Linked DNA regions of Mus musculus: region 2 is linked to region 1. A link is a contact called in public Micro-C data. All regions are on one chromosome and are shown on one strand. Each heading gives the region's core, a stretch centred on a gene start, on an enhancer-like site or on the middle of the called end of the contact. The rest is flanking DNA. Distances are from core to core; before and after follow the strand shown.

Region 1 (5,745 bases), core at 470-2,969:
TCTGGGACCGGGAAGTAGGACTTGACAGATTTGAACAGCAAGGTGATGTAGGTCTGCTGGGCGAAGACCAGGAAGCTAGGCAACGACTTGGCTTAAAATGAATATGAAAAGAAAGACTTAGGCCTGCTGGTGTTTCCTGGAGGCCTAGAACTACTCAGAATGGGGAGGTGAGGGGTGCTCTGTAATCTTCCCTGAAGGATTCAAGCAATCCTACTGGCCTGGGGTGGTGGCCAGGTGCAAAAGGGATAAAGGCCTAGGCAGAGCTTTAACCCAACCTCTCTAATTTGGCGCGGGGTGGGGTTAGAGGTGATGTAGTGGAGAGTCTCTGCTTGAGCTCCACGGGCCTCCCTCTCACTTCCTTGGCTACGCGCGGCCTCTGGCTAGGACTAACCAGCCTCCAGCTCACTGTCCTAAACCCTAAGCCCTTCCCGCCTGGATGCCCAAGCTGGATCCTCAGGCTTCCCCGTGCCTGGCAGCCTCGGCTCTTCCCCTTTGTGATTTAACCGAGGTTCAGAAAGCTTGTTTACCTCGGCAGCCTTGGGCGACTCGGTCTGCGGAAAAAGCCCCTAGGCCAGCGCCGACCAGTAGGGGGGGATTGTCTTATAGATTATTTTTCCTCCTGGTTTTTGTTTTGTTTTGTGTTTTTTAAACCAGAAGGCGAGGTTGGAGAGGGGGCGGGGTGGCGTGTTGCTGCTGTTTTCGAGAGCACTGTATTTGAAAGAGAAACAAAAGCCGTTTGGGAGGTAGCAAGGCTGTTTTTACATATAAAAAAAGTGCAATGAATACCTAGGGCCCCCAGCAGTGATAAACTAAACGCTCGGCGGATTTCGACTATTAGCAGTTAATCTGTTATCTGCGGTCACCAAACAAGTTCTAGGGCTCGGAGGATGCCGAATTCCTGTTCCAATTGAGCCGGGATCTGTTGGGCACATCCAATGCCCATAGTTTCTTCCAGTGCAAATCCAGTTTTGGAGAACTGGGTTTCCCAGATGGGGCACTGATTTGAGGTCTCATTAGACTCTCTTAGGCAGTCAAAGATCTGCTTGCATCGCCGCTCGAACTCACGTCCTGCCTGTGATTCAGAAGTGTGTTTAAAATGGTTACACACACACACACCCTTAGTTTCTCAGGCCTGTCAATTTTGCACGTAGTAGGCCTCCAAAAATATTAGCAATGTACGATAGAAACTAAAGTGAATCTCTGGGCCTGGAAGACAGACTGATACACAGCCTCGTCCTGGGAAGACTATTGGGGTGCCCAGATCTTCCCTTGGGCCGCTGCAGCCTGCGTTCATCTTCGGCCTCCGCGGGCCAGGGCGGGCGGGGTAGGCCAGAAGGCACTAAGCGCCTGGAGCCTGCACGATGATAAATATTGCGCAGACAGCCCATAAATAATTTGCATTATGTTCAGCTGACAACGCAGGGCGATTAATTTTAATAGCTACATATTTGCCTGGGCTGCTGCTTTCGTAGGCCCGGTAATGAAAGGCGAGAGGCCGCCCTGGCTCCGTGCTCATGGTCCCGGAAGGCAGCCGGGAGGAATGGGAAGAAGGCCCGATGCGGTTTCTCCTCCAGGCAGTCCCCAGGGATCCCGGGTTCCTGCCCCTCTCCCCCCCCCCCCACCCCGGCCCTCTCCTCAGTGTAGAAGTGGGGTGCGTGTGAAGCCCAAGTAACCCCGAGGCCTCAAGCAACAGGAGCCACCATAATGACGCTGCAATTTGTCTGGGTTGGGATAGCCACTTGTGGAAGGGAGATCCTGCGGGGGGCGGGGGGACATGCTCTCCACCCAGACCAAACCCCGAGTGAATTCAGGGGTGTAGGGGGTCACAGTCCGCTTTGGTCCTGGGGAAGTGCTGGTATTTTCCAATGCGCCTGCCTATTTGCCAGTAGATCTTTAGCTTGGCGAGGGCTTTGCCGACCTCAGGGCAGGAGCAAGGGGCAAAACAAAGCCGTGGGGTCCGCGTATCCTGACCTCTTTTTGGGTTCAGAGTCCTCTCTGCCCATCCCGCACCCGGAGGGAACCCCCACCCCCATATTACTGGCCGCAAAGGCCCATGGAAAGGATGGAAAGAAAGGGTCCCGAGCAGCTCTTTAAAAGAGGGGGCGGGGAGGAGAACGCGGTGAGCCAGGCCACAACAGGGCAGCCGCCGCAGTCCCGCGGTGGCCCGGTGCGTGCGTGTGCGTGTCGATGTGTGCGTGTCGATGACAAAGCCCCGCTGCCGTCAGCAAGCTCCCGGCTGCTCGAGCGTGGGTGGGGGAGGGGAAGAGAAAGTAGTAGGGGGTGGAACCCTCGCTCACGTAGGTAGCTGAAGCTTCTCTGGAGAAAGAGTTCATTCATGAGCCACAGGAGTCTCCCCGGCCCGGCCAGGTGGAGCTGGCTAAAGCTAGCACCTGTTTTATTTATTTGCCTTTTTGGAAACAAGCAAGTGCATCGATCATTACCATATTTTAATTGCCTTTCTCAAAGGTCATCTCTAATTATGGGTTACGAGAAGGGCTGGCTAAGGGGTCTGCAACCCCTGTGTGTGTGTGTGTGTGTGTGTGTGTGTGTGTGTCCTCTGAGACAATGCTCCTAGCTCAGATCGAAATGCCATTCCGAGGGTGTCCGCGAGCGCCTGCAAGACTGTCACGACGTGCTGGATCCACGCAGACCCTGCTGCGTGCACAATAAAAGCCGAGCAGGCGGCAGAGGGCCGTGCAGACCCACGGGTTTTCTTTTTAGAAACGGTGGTGCGAAGAGACTTGACAATAATAACACGCAGCAGGATTAAACCAGGGCGGGAAGAAGAAAATGCATTTTCGTTTCTAGGACTGAGAGGGTGTTTAACCCATCCGATCCCCCAAGAGCTTTTTTTATGCACACACAGAGACAGGTGCGGGACACACGGTGGCTTGGGACAACCTATTTTTCATATTAATCTCGTCCCTTCTTTAAGAATGGTTGTTCATTACAGTGTGAGCGAACGTTTGTAATGTTTATTCTTTTGTTTTATGGAAAATTATACCAGACTAGCTGAAAAGAAAAAAAACCGGTTGAGGTGAGGTTTTTTTTTTTTTTTTTCTTTTCAAAAGTGCGTTTTTAGGATGCTTCCTCCTCGCCCCCTTCATTTTAAATCATTTTCAGAAACTCTTGAGGCAAAAGGCTGTACTCAGAGGGAGCAGGGCAGAGGGGGTCTCAGGTTCTTGGGACAGGATTGAAGCGGGTAGAAATCAGGAAAGAGCTGTTGGGTAGAGGTGGGCACCCGCCACCCCAGCTTGGCTTTCTCAGAAGAGCCTGGCATTTGTGAGTCACCAGCCTGTTTCTGGGAATGCCGCTTGCTAGAGCCAGGGCCTGGGTCAGGCGTCTTGGAGAGTCGGAGGGTCTTGACTGCCTCTGCTTCCTGCCTGCCCCCACACCTGGCCTCCTGGCCTCACCAGCAGCCAGCTCTGCTGGGAGGAGGAAGGCAGAGCCAGATGACTGGTCCAAAGCCCCAGAGACCGCCTGGCTTTCTCCTCCCCTGTAATCATAACCAGATGCACTTAAACGCCTTTCATCAGAGGAAGCCCAAAGCCCTTTAACAGGCAGCAATGAAAACCTTGCAAGGGCCTCTCAGCATGTGTGCCGGGGGGCCCCTGAGCCCATTTCTCAACCAAGTCAGCCTGAGGTTGCCAGAGTCTAAGCTTTCTTCTCCTGTACCTCGGACCTCGGAGGCCTAATAAGTTACCCAATCAGGTCAGTTGGGGGGGGGGGTGAGGAGGCCAGGGCTGCTGTTAGGTGTGTGGGTACAGACCCCATAGAAAGAGAGGCATACAGGGCAGCCAGCAGCTAGCACTGAGGCTGTGAGTGGCCATGTAAGGTGAGGTGTTCAGGACATTTCCAGAGGTACTCGAACTATCTCTCTATGCCACTGCTCCCTGCTAAGCTCTACAGAGTTTAATACTTGCAAGAGCAGCAACTATTTTATTTGTCTGTAGACCTGGCACAAAGTAAGCCATTCAAATGTTTGGGCGATCACAGCTGTGGTGGGAAAGCAAGATATATTTAGGTTTGACATAAGAGCTCTGCCCCAAACAGTGTTTAATCTCCCGGGACCTCGGTTTCCTCATCTGTAAAATGGGCATGAGAATGTCTATGTTCACAAGGTTAGGAAAATATCAGATGAAGAAATTGCACAGGAAGTTCTAGGAAGGTCATAATAAACTCTCAGTATCTACCCTGGCTTTGTCCTGTAAGGATAGTGAGGACTGGGTGTCTGGAATGCAGCCCTGGGGAAGGGGCAGGGATTGTAGCCCTTGGCTGAGTCTGAGTCTTGCTGGCTTGGAGTTTGAATTAGAAGAAAGGATTGCATATAGGACTGGTGGTTTAGTAATGGGTGCTTTGGGGCCCACTTATTGGTTTGGGGGTGTGCTTTAGCTAGGACCACCAGAAAAGGAGGAAAGAGAGGGGAAAGGAGGAAGAATTGTTTCCAAATGTGCATCCATCAAGTATGGTGGCTTATGGTGTAATCCCCACACTACATGAGCTAACCTGGGTTATATAGTGAGCGCCAGGTACAGTGTGAGACTATCTCAAAGCTCCTGAAAGTGTACATTAGAGGCACAGGCAGGCTGTCCCAAAGCTGTGAACAATTGGAGGGAGCCTTTCCAGCCTTTGGTCTTAGTTTCTACACAGGGGACTAAGACTCCTGCCCTGAGGCCAGGCTGCCAGAGAAGAATGGCCAGCAGTTGTGGTCTAAGAGATGTCCCTTCAGTCCTGACCCTTGCTTGTCTAGCATGGTTGTATTTAATCAATGACAAGTCTATCCCCTAGAATTAGGCAGGGAAAGGGTTGAGTTCTGCCTGGTTCTTGTCATGGTTGTTCGGAATTCTGGCTTGTTCTAGAGCTCCCCAGTTCTTAGCTTCCCCAACCCTGTCCTCACCAGACACCCACAATTCAGCCATATCTCTCTCCTCGTTGTAGGTCGTATTACTTGTGACACTGGAGATCAAACCCAGAGCCTTTATGAATGTCTGACAAGAGCCTCCTCACACACATTTTCTTGTGTTTGTTATTCACTGAGCAGCAGATATGGCTAGTCTCAAAAGCCAGCTTGCTTCATCTCCTCCCTAGGAAGCTAGAATTACAGGTGGGCCTTCACACCTACTGGATTCTGAGGATCTGAACTCTAGTCCTGAGCACTTGACTGGTGAGAGCTTTAACCTTGAACCATCCTCCTGGTATCCACCCTTCATCCCCAATGAAAAGACCTTCCTTCCTTCCTCCCTCCCTCCCTTCCTTCCTTCTTTTTTTTTTTTTTTTTAAGATTTATTTATTTAATGTAAATTCCTGCTGAATCACCCCAAGGGGAGCCTACTCCTGGACCATTCCCCAGTTTCTAGGCAACTTGGGTTGCCTAGAAAAGTCTTTTCTGGGTGCTAAAGTGATGGCTCAGTGGTTAAGAGCACTGACTGCTCCTTCAGAGGCCCTGAGTTCAAATCCCAGCAACCACATGGTGGCTCACAACCATCTGTAATGGGATCCAATGCCCTCTTCTGGTGTGTCTGAAGACAGCTACAGTGTCTCTTAGACCACAACTGCTGGCCATTCTTCTCTGGCAGCCTGGCCTCAGGGCAGGAGTCTTAGTCCCCTGTATAGAAACTAAGACCAAAGGCTGGAAAGGCTCCCTCCAATTGTTCACAGCTTTGGGACAGCCTGCCTGTGCCTCTAATGTACACTTTTTAATGTACACTGTAGCTGTCTTCAGACACACCAGAAGAGGGCATTGGA
Region 2 (5,999 bases), core at 122-2,621, 140 kb before region 1:
AGAGGCAGGCAGATCTCTGTGAGTTCTTGGCCAGCCTGGTCTACAGAGGGAGTTTCAGGACAGCCTGGGCTACACAGAGAAACCCTGTCTTGAAAAACTGGGGGGGAAAGGTCTGTATTTTGTCTAGACTGTCTTTTTGTCACTACGAAAATCATACACCCACTCCTTGGGGACAAAGTTTACTCAGCTTCCAAACAGGTTCCTAAAATGTTCTTTTTTTTTTTTTTTTTTTTTTGAGTTCTCAGACCCTTGAAGCAGTGACCATTTGTTCCCTCATACAGAAGCCCTTTCGAACTTTTACCCAGCAGCACCTTCCAGCCCGATTGCCCCGTGACGACCTTGCCTCACTTCACCTGCATTTTCCTACCGGTTGCTGAAGCTATGTTGCCTGCTGGAATTGAACTGGACATACAGGAGTTATCGGTCCCCTGGAAACAGCTCAAAGGAATGACTGACACAAACTACACTTGGAAGCCTCTGTTTTATGTTGTTTCCCCCAAAGAATGTGTGTGTGTGTGTCCCCTCGAGGGCATGTCTATGGGGCTTACTCCACATTACTCTGGAATCTTGAGGGTTCGAATGTCAACAAAGTAATTTAGTGGGGCACAATCTAGCCATCCAGCAGTCACCAGAGGTCCTTGGCTTGCTCCTTCAGCCTTCTTCTTATTTGTTTTTTTAAAAGTGGGGTCTCATGCAGCCCAGACTGGCCTTGACTTGCTCTGTACCCAGAGATGACCTTGATCTCCCAATTCTCCTGCTTCTGTCTCCAGAGAACTGGGATTCCAGCTATGCACCACCATCATCTGTTTATGCAACGCTGGGGCTGGAACACAGAGTTTTGCTTCGTGCATGCTAAGCAAATAACATCCCCAGCCTCCTCCTGCAGCCATCTTTAGCTGTCTCTCCTGACACCCACAATTCCCTTGTTGCTGCTTTGTCTCTGCCTTGCTTCTGGAAAACTCAAACTAAGATAGCGTGATTGCTCCCTCCCTCCCTCTGGCCAGCAGTGACCAGCAGTGACCTGGATGGGATCCGCTGCAAGAGTCTCTCCCCTGTAGCAGAAGCAGCATTACAAAGCTAGGGGCGCTCCGGGGTCTCATACTTTACCATGGAGAATTCTTTGCCTGTGACTGGTTCCCTTGGCAGGTTTTTTCTTCACACCTTTGCTACAATTGGCTGGATGCAAATTAGCTAAGCCAGCTATATCTAGCCTAGTTACGATTCATACACCAACCACTAGCCCTGCTGGCTATATGATTGCTGTGGATATGCAAATTAAGCAACACTAATTTGTTGATGCTGATAAGATGCTGGACTCAGGCTGCCCTCCTGCATGGTGCTGATAAGGCACAGAAACCGGAACATAATTCATATGCTCACATAGTGACCATCCTATCCTAGCACACCAAGGAGCCAGGCACACTAGCTGAGAAACTGTGACAGTCAAGACTATCTGGGGGCCTGGTGGTATTTCCTGCTTTTCTGTCGGTTGGTTGGATGTCAGATCACACCTAGGCCTGACAGAAGAACCCTACTGAACAAGAAACCTCATTCCACGGCGTCTCAGCACTACCTCCCAAATATGCCATGTGATATACTCCCAAAATGCCTCCTCCTACCTCAGAGCCTTTGTGGCAAGCCTTCAAACTGATAGAATGGGAATTGTCACTGTCATCTTTGGTACATTTCTATTTAACTCCTGAAGGTTCAGAAATTGCCTCTGGCCTGCTGTTCAATCGGTCTAGAGCTACATACATACTACCTGGGTGTCACCTACAAATATTTTTGGGGGGACTCAGGATATATACCACCTTTAAATATGACTGCCCCCCCCAAAAGCAGAATATACCACACCAAAACACCCCTCTTTGGAATATTGATTGTTTTGAGCAGGTTATTTTGAGAAATTGAAAATACAGAAATAGCTCTGTAAAGCTTCAGTTTTACAAAGGCAAATTTCATTAGTGAAATTGCCAGCATCAGGGAAAAAAAAAAAAAAAAGACTTCCCACCTCTCAAGACGTGGGAGACTTGGATCTATATATCAAGACAGCTTTGAAAGGGGTCACTGCCTATTGTCCCAGCTACTTAGGTAAGAGGATGGCTTGACCAAGGAGTTTAGGGACACCTGAACAACACAGCAAGCAAGACTTCAAATAGTAAGAGGTGTGTGTGTGTGTGTGCGTGTGTGTGTGTGTGTGTGTGTGTGTGTGTGAGAGAGAGAGAGAGAGAGAGAGAGAGAGAGAGAGAGAGAATGCATGTCATGTGTGTAAGCGCACACATTCTCCTTACATGTATGCAGATGTCCTCTCAGACAGAAGAGGGCTTCGAACTCCTGGAACTGCAGTTACAGGTGGCTGTAAACCAAATTATGTGATCACTGGGAGCCGAACTCGGGTTCTCCGCACACCTAACCACTGGGCCATCTCGCTGACTCCTGTCTAAAACAAATGTAGTTCAAACCTTTAGTCTTCGTACATATCCTCCCTAATCCTCCCATAATTTGTTTCTACCACTTGTAGAAGCCCCCAGGCTCCTCTTCCTTCCTGTGGTCGAGGATGCTGGATGAGTTTCAGTCATCTGGCCTTCTCTGAAGCTTGCGGCTTTTTGTGGGACGGGTACGTGTAGTTACAGTCATTAAAAGGTTTTTTTCATCTGTTAATCAGTTTTACATCCACTTAATGCAGAGTCCAGTCAAAAGCCCCAAGAAAAGTAGTGGGGAGCTACTGTCCCTCTCCAGGAGCCCTTTACATCCTGCTGTGACTACATTCCTGGGTGGCAGTGTTTGGGTCAGCCTAGGCAGTGCCCCCTCTGCCCAGGATCATAAGGGAACAGGTTCTGCAGGCTCACTCCCACCCCTGCCTCGGTCTGTTTGCAACTGTAGATTTTTCTTCGATCCTGACCTTGGCTTTAAGCAGCCCAGCTGTTTTTGATTACAAGAGCAGAGCTGGGGGTGGGCAGGCAAGGTCAGGTTCACGCAGGAACCTCCTCAGTGGAGGAACGCAGGTCCTGACAGAGCTGCGCACGGAGCCTTTCAGTGCCTCAGATGGGTTTATTCAAAGTTCATAATTACCCTGAAATCTCTTAAAATGAAAACATGATTGAAGAATTAAACCTGGTAAACAAATTAGTCAGAAAGAAAACCTCCGCATAGCAAATGACAAAATCCAAAGAGCCAAGCCAGCAAATGAATGGGCTTGCACTATAATTGGCAGCCATGGCTGCGGAGGACTCCCAGGCCCTGGCAAAAACAGGACTGGGGAGCAGCCAGCTCCCCAGGGGAAGAGGAGGCCAGACCTGGGGTGTCGGGGGGGGGGGCATTGTGGTAAGTCAGGTAGCCACCGCCTGGGGAGGGACATGGCTGAGGGACCGAAGTCCTGAACAGCTGGCGTGGGAGACGTGACTGCAGCTGGCTCCACTGCTCCGCACATCCAGGTGCTGTGATCCGATCCTGGCTTTGGCAGAGGCTGGCAAGGTGACTGGAAGAGGCCTGGCCTCTGACTACCCCAGCTGAAGCTGTAGGTATTTTTCAAGCATCTCCTGCCAACTCACCTTCCCTAACCTTCCTTCCACTCTCTCTTTTTTGTCTTTCCTGAGGACCCCAGTCCTGATTCGTGCTCATATTCTCCGCTGCTACCCCCTCTCATGACCCCTCCCCACCTCTTCTCTGCTTCATACCTGTATTCTTAGAAACTGCTACTCTACACTCATAACACACACCCCCTCCCATGAGAATATAATGGCACATACCTGTGATCCCAGCAATTCCAGAACTCTTGGGGCTAGACCACCAGGCAGGTCAAAGTTCAAAGTCAAGCTCATCTAAATCTCAGGTTCCAGGCCAGCCTGAACACCACTGAGACTCTATCTCAAACAAACAAGAAGTAAGGCAGGAGAGATGGCTTCGAAGTTAAGAACACTTACTGATCTATCCTAAGGAACTGACTTTGGATCCCCGCAGCACCTCATTGGCTCAGAAATACCTCTAATTCTAGATCTAAGGATCCTTCTTTGACCTCCTTGGGCATCCGCATACACTCACCTGGATATACAAAGACCGGCAGATCATTAAAAAAAAAAAAGGTCTCTTTTAAAAAGCTTATCAGCAGCCACTATTCAAACTCACACATTCCCTGGCTTTAGCCTGTCTCCGGGGCTGATCAGACAGCCAGGGCTGGAGTCATCTAGAGCCTTGCTTTGGTCAGCTAGGCCTTGCTGCCAGTCACTGGGACCTTAGCTGGAGCTGTTGGTCAGAACATATTGCATGATCTCTCCATGTAGCCTGGCTTTTCTCCCAATATGGCAGCCTGGGGACACCCAGAGTTTCCTAACTGCCCCCAGCTATCTTAACAAGATCATTGACAAATCCACCTCCACCTCGGGTATCCAGAGGAGGCCGAACTTCAAAGGTATGTGTACATGTTAACCCCTGGAAACCCTGCGTGTGACTCCAGTGCAAAGCAGGCTCTTCGTATTTGATCCCCCCCCCCCCCAGCCCCCAGCACTGAAGAATAAATCAGGGAGGGAGAGCCTTTGCTAGTAAGGATTCTGATGCATAGAGTCTCTTGGATTATCAGATTTGGCCAAAATTCCTGGACAATTATCCTTGTATGAGACACCCTTGCTAGCCTCTTTCTGGGGACAGGAGCTGTCTTGGTATAGATGCCACTGGCTACCAGACTATTGAGACAATGGGCCTTAAGAAATGGAAATTTTCCTCCCAGGAATCTCCTGCTGGGAGAGGGAAAAGGCTGAAGCCTGGTGCCAGCCAGAGGAGGACCTTGTCTCCTGGAAAGAGATTTCACAGCTTTCTGACGACTTGTCAGACCACTGGAGAGAATGAAGCTGCGGGGAGGCAGGGAGTCCACCTTGGCCTGGCCTGCTTAGTGCTGCAGATCCTTCACCCTCTATCCAAAGCTCATTTTCACCTCCGGGCCCTGAGCGGGCCTCGTTCTGTTCTTCCTCTTAACATGACTACATAGAAGAAACCTCCTCTGTCGCTGTTTCTTCTTTTTTTATTTTGAGTTTTTGAGGCAGGGTTTCTCTGTGCAGCCCTGGCAGTCCTGGTACTACCTCTCTACACCAGGCTGACCTCGAACTCAGAGATCCGCCTGCCTCTGCCTCTGCTTCCCCAGTGCTGGGATCAAAGGTGTATGCCACCACCCAGCTTACTGCTTCTCTTTCACACTTACTTATATCTTTAATTGACATGCCAAGCCTAGCTTGATAGATGCTTGACAGGGCTAGGCTCTAACCCTAACTACTTTCCGTGGCAAGAAAACATAGAAGAGCATCTATACCTCCCAAATAGGGTACCAATAGACCAAAGAAAAGATTTCACCCAAGTCCAGCATGGTGGACCAATGAATTTATTGGGGTTACTTATAGGAACACGAGTGACTCAAAAGCCCCCCGCCACCCATGACAAAAGTCACCATGGTTAACAACTAATAAAAACTGCACAATTGGAGCCCCTCCTCAGTCAATCTCTCACTCATATGCACTGTAACACACAGGTGTGCACAAACAAGGTTGGGCAACTGGGAGACAGGAGAGAGTGGTGAGTGGAGCCTCAAATGAGGGTCTGCGGTGACCTTCCCTAACTCTGCTTTCTTTGAGGGAGTGCCATTAGCAACTCTACTGCTCCATTTTTAGCTCTCACTATATAGTTCATTGGCATAACTGCAGCACAGGGGAGTCTCTAAGTTATACACACACACATACATACACACATACACATATATATAATTTGTTTTTATTTTATGTGCATTGGTGTTTTGCCCACATGTACATCTGTGTGAGGGTGTCGGATCTTCTGAAGCTGGAGTTACAGGCAGTGGTGAGTCACCATGTGGTTGCTGGGAATTGAACCCAGATCCTCTGGAAGAGCAGCCAGTGCTCTTGGCTGCTGAGCCATCTCTCCAGCCAATTCTACCCTCTCAGACAGTGGGTCAAACCCCACACACTGAATGTGGGGTTGTGAAAAATTTGGCAATGGTA

What was found. A called contact is a pair of places that touch in the nucleus more often than the background predicts.
Region 2: a contact with region 1 is called in a Micro-C map of the G1E-ER4 cell line, with 2.7 times the contacts expected there. The contact joins two enhancer-like sites. A contact is called at or near these places in 2 of 39 promoter capture datasets (liver and trophoblast stem cells), 16 of 484 Hi-C or Micro-C datasets (the G1E-ER4 cell line, the N1E-115 cell line, cerebral cortex and 4 more), 10 of 115 datasets of contacts at active chromatin or transcription factors (embryonic stem cells, epiblast stem cells, neural progenitor cells and 1 more) and 2 of 9 other capture datasets (liver and pancreatic islet).

What each region holds. Positions count from the first base shown.
Region 1 is chrX:12,148,360-12,154,104 of GRCm38.p6, reverse strand. It overlaps a transcript of Bcor not described here. Among named protein-coding and RNA genes, the nearest start is that of Gm46687, 59 kb to the right of the region's middle. Within about 2 kb of position 1,719, at least 80 of the 459 cell types and tissues checked have an H3K27ac peak or open chromatin away from gene starts, as enhancers often do. A contact at or near this core is called in the G1E-ER4 cell line, where this site is marked.
Region 2 is chrX:12,292,068-12,298,066 of GRCm38.p6, reverse strand. No RefSeq gene overlaps it. Among named protein-coding and RNA genes, the nearest start is that of Gm14635, 60 kb to the left of the region's middle. Within about 2 kb of position 1,371, at least 18 of the 459 cell types and tissues checked have an H3K27ac peak or open chromatin away from gene starts, as enhancers often do. A contact at or near this core is called in the G1E-ER4 cell line, where this site is marked.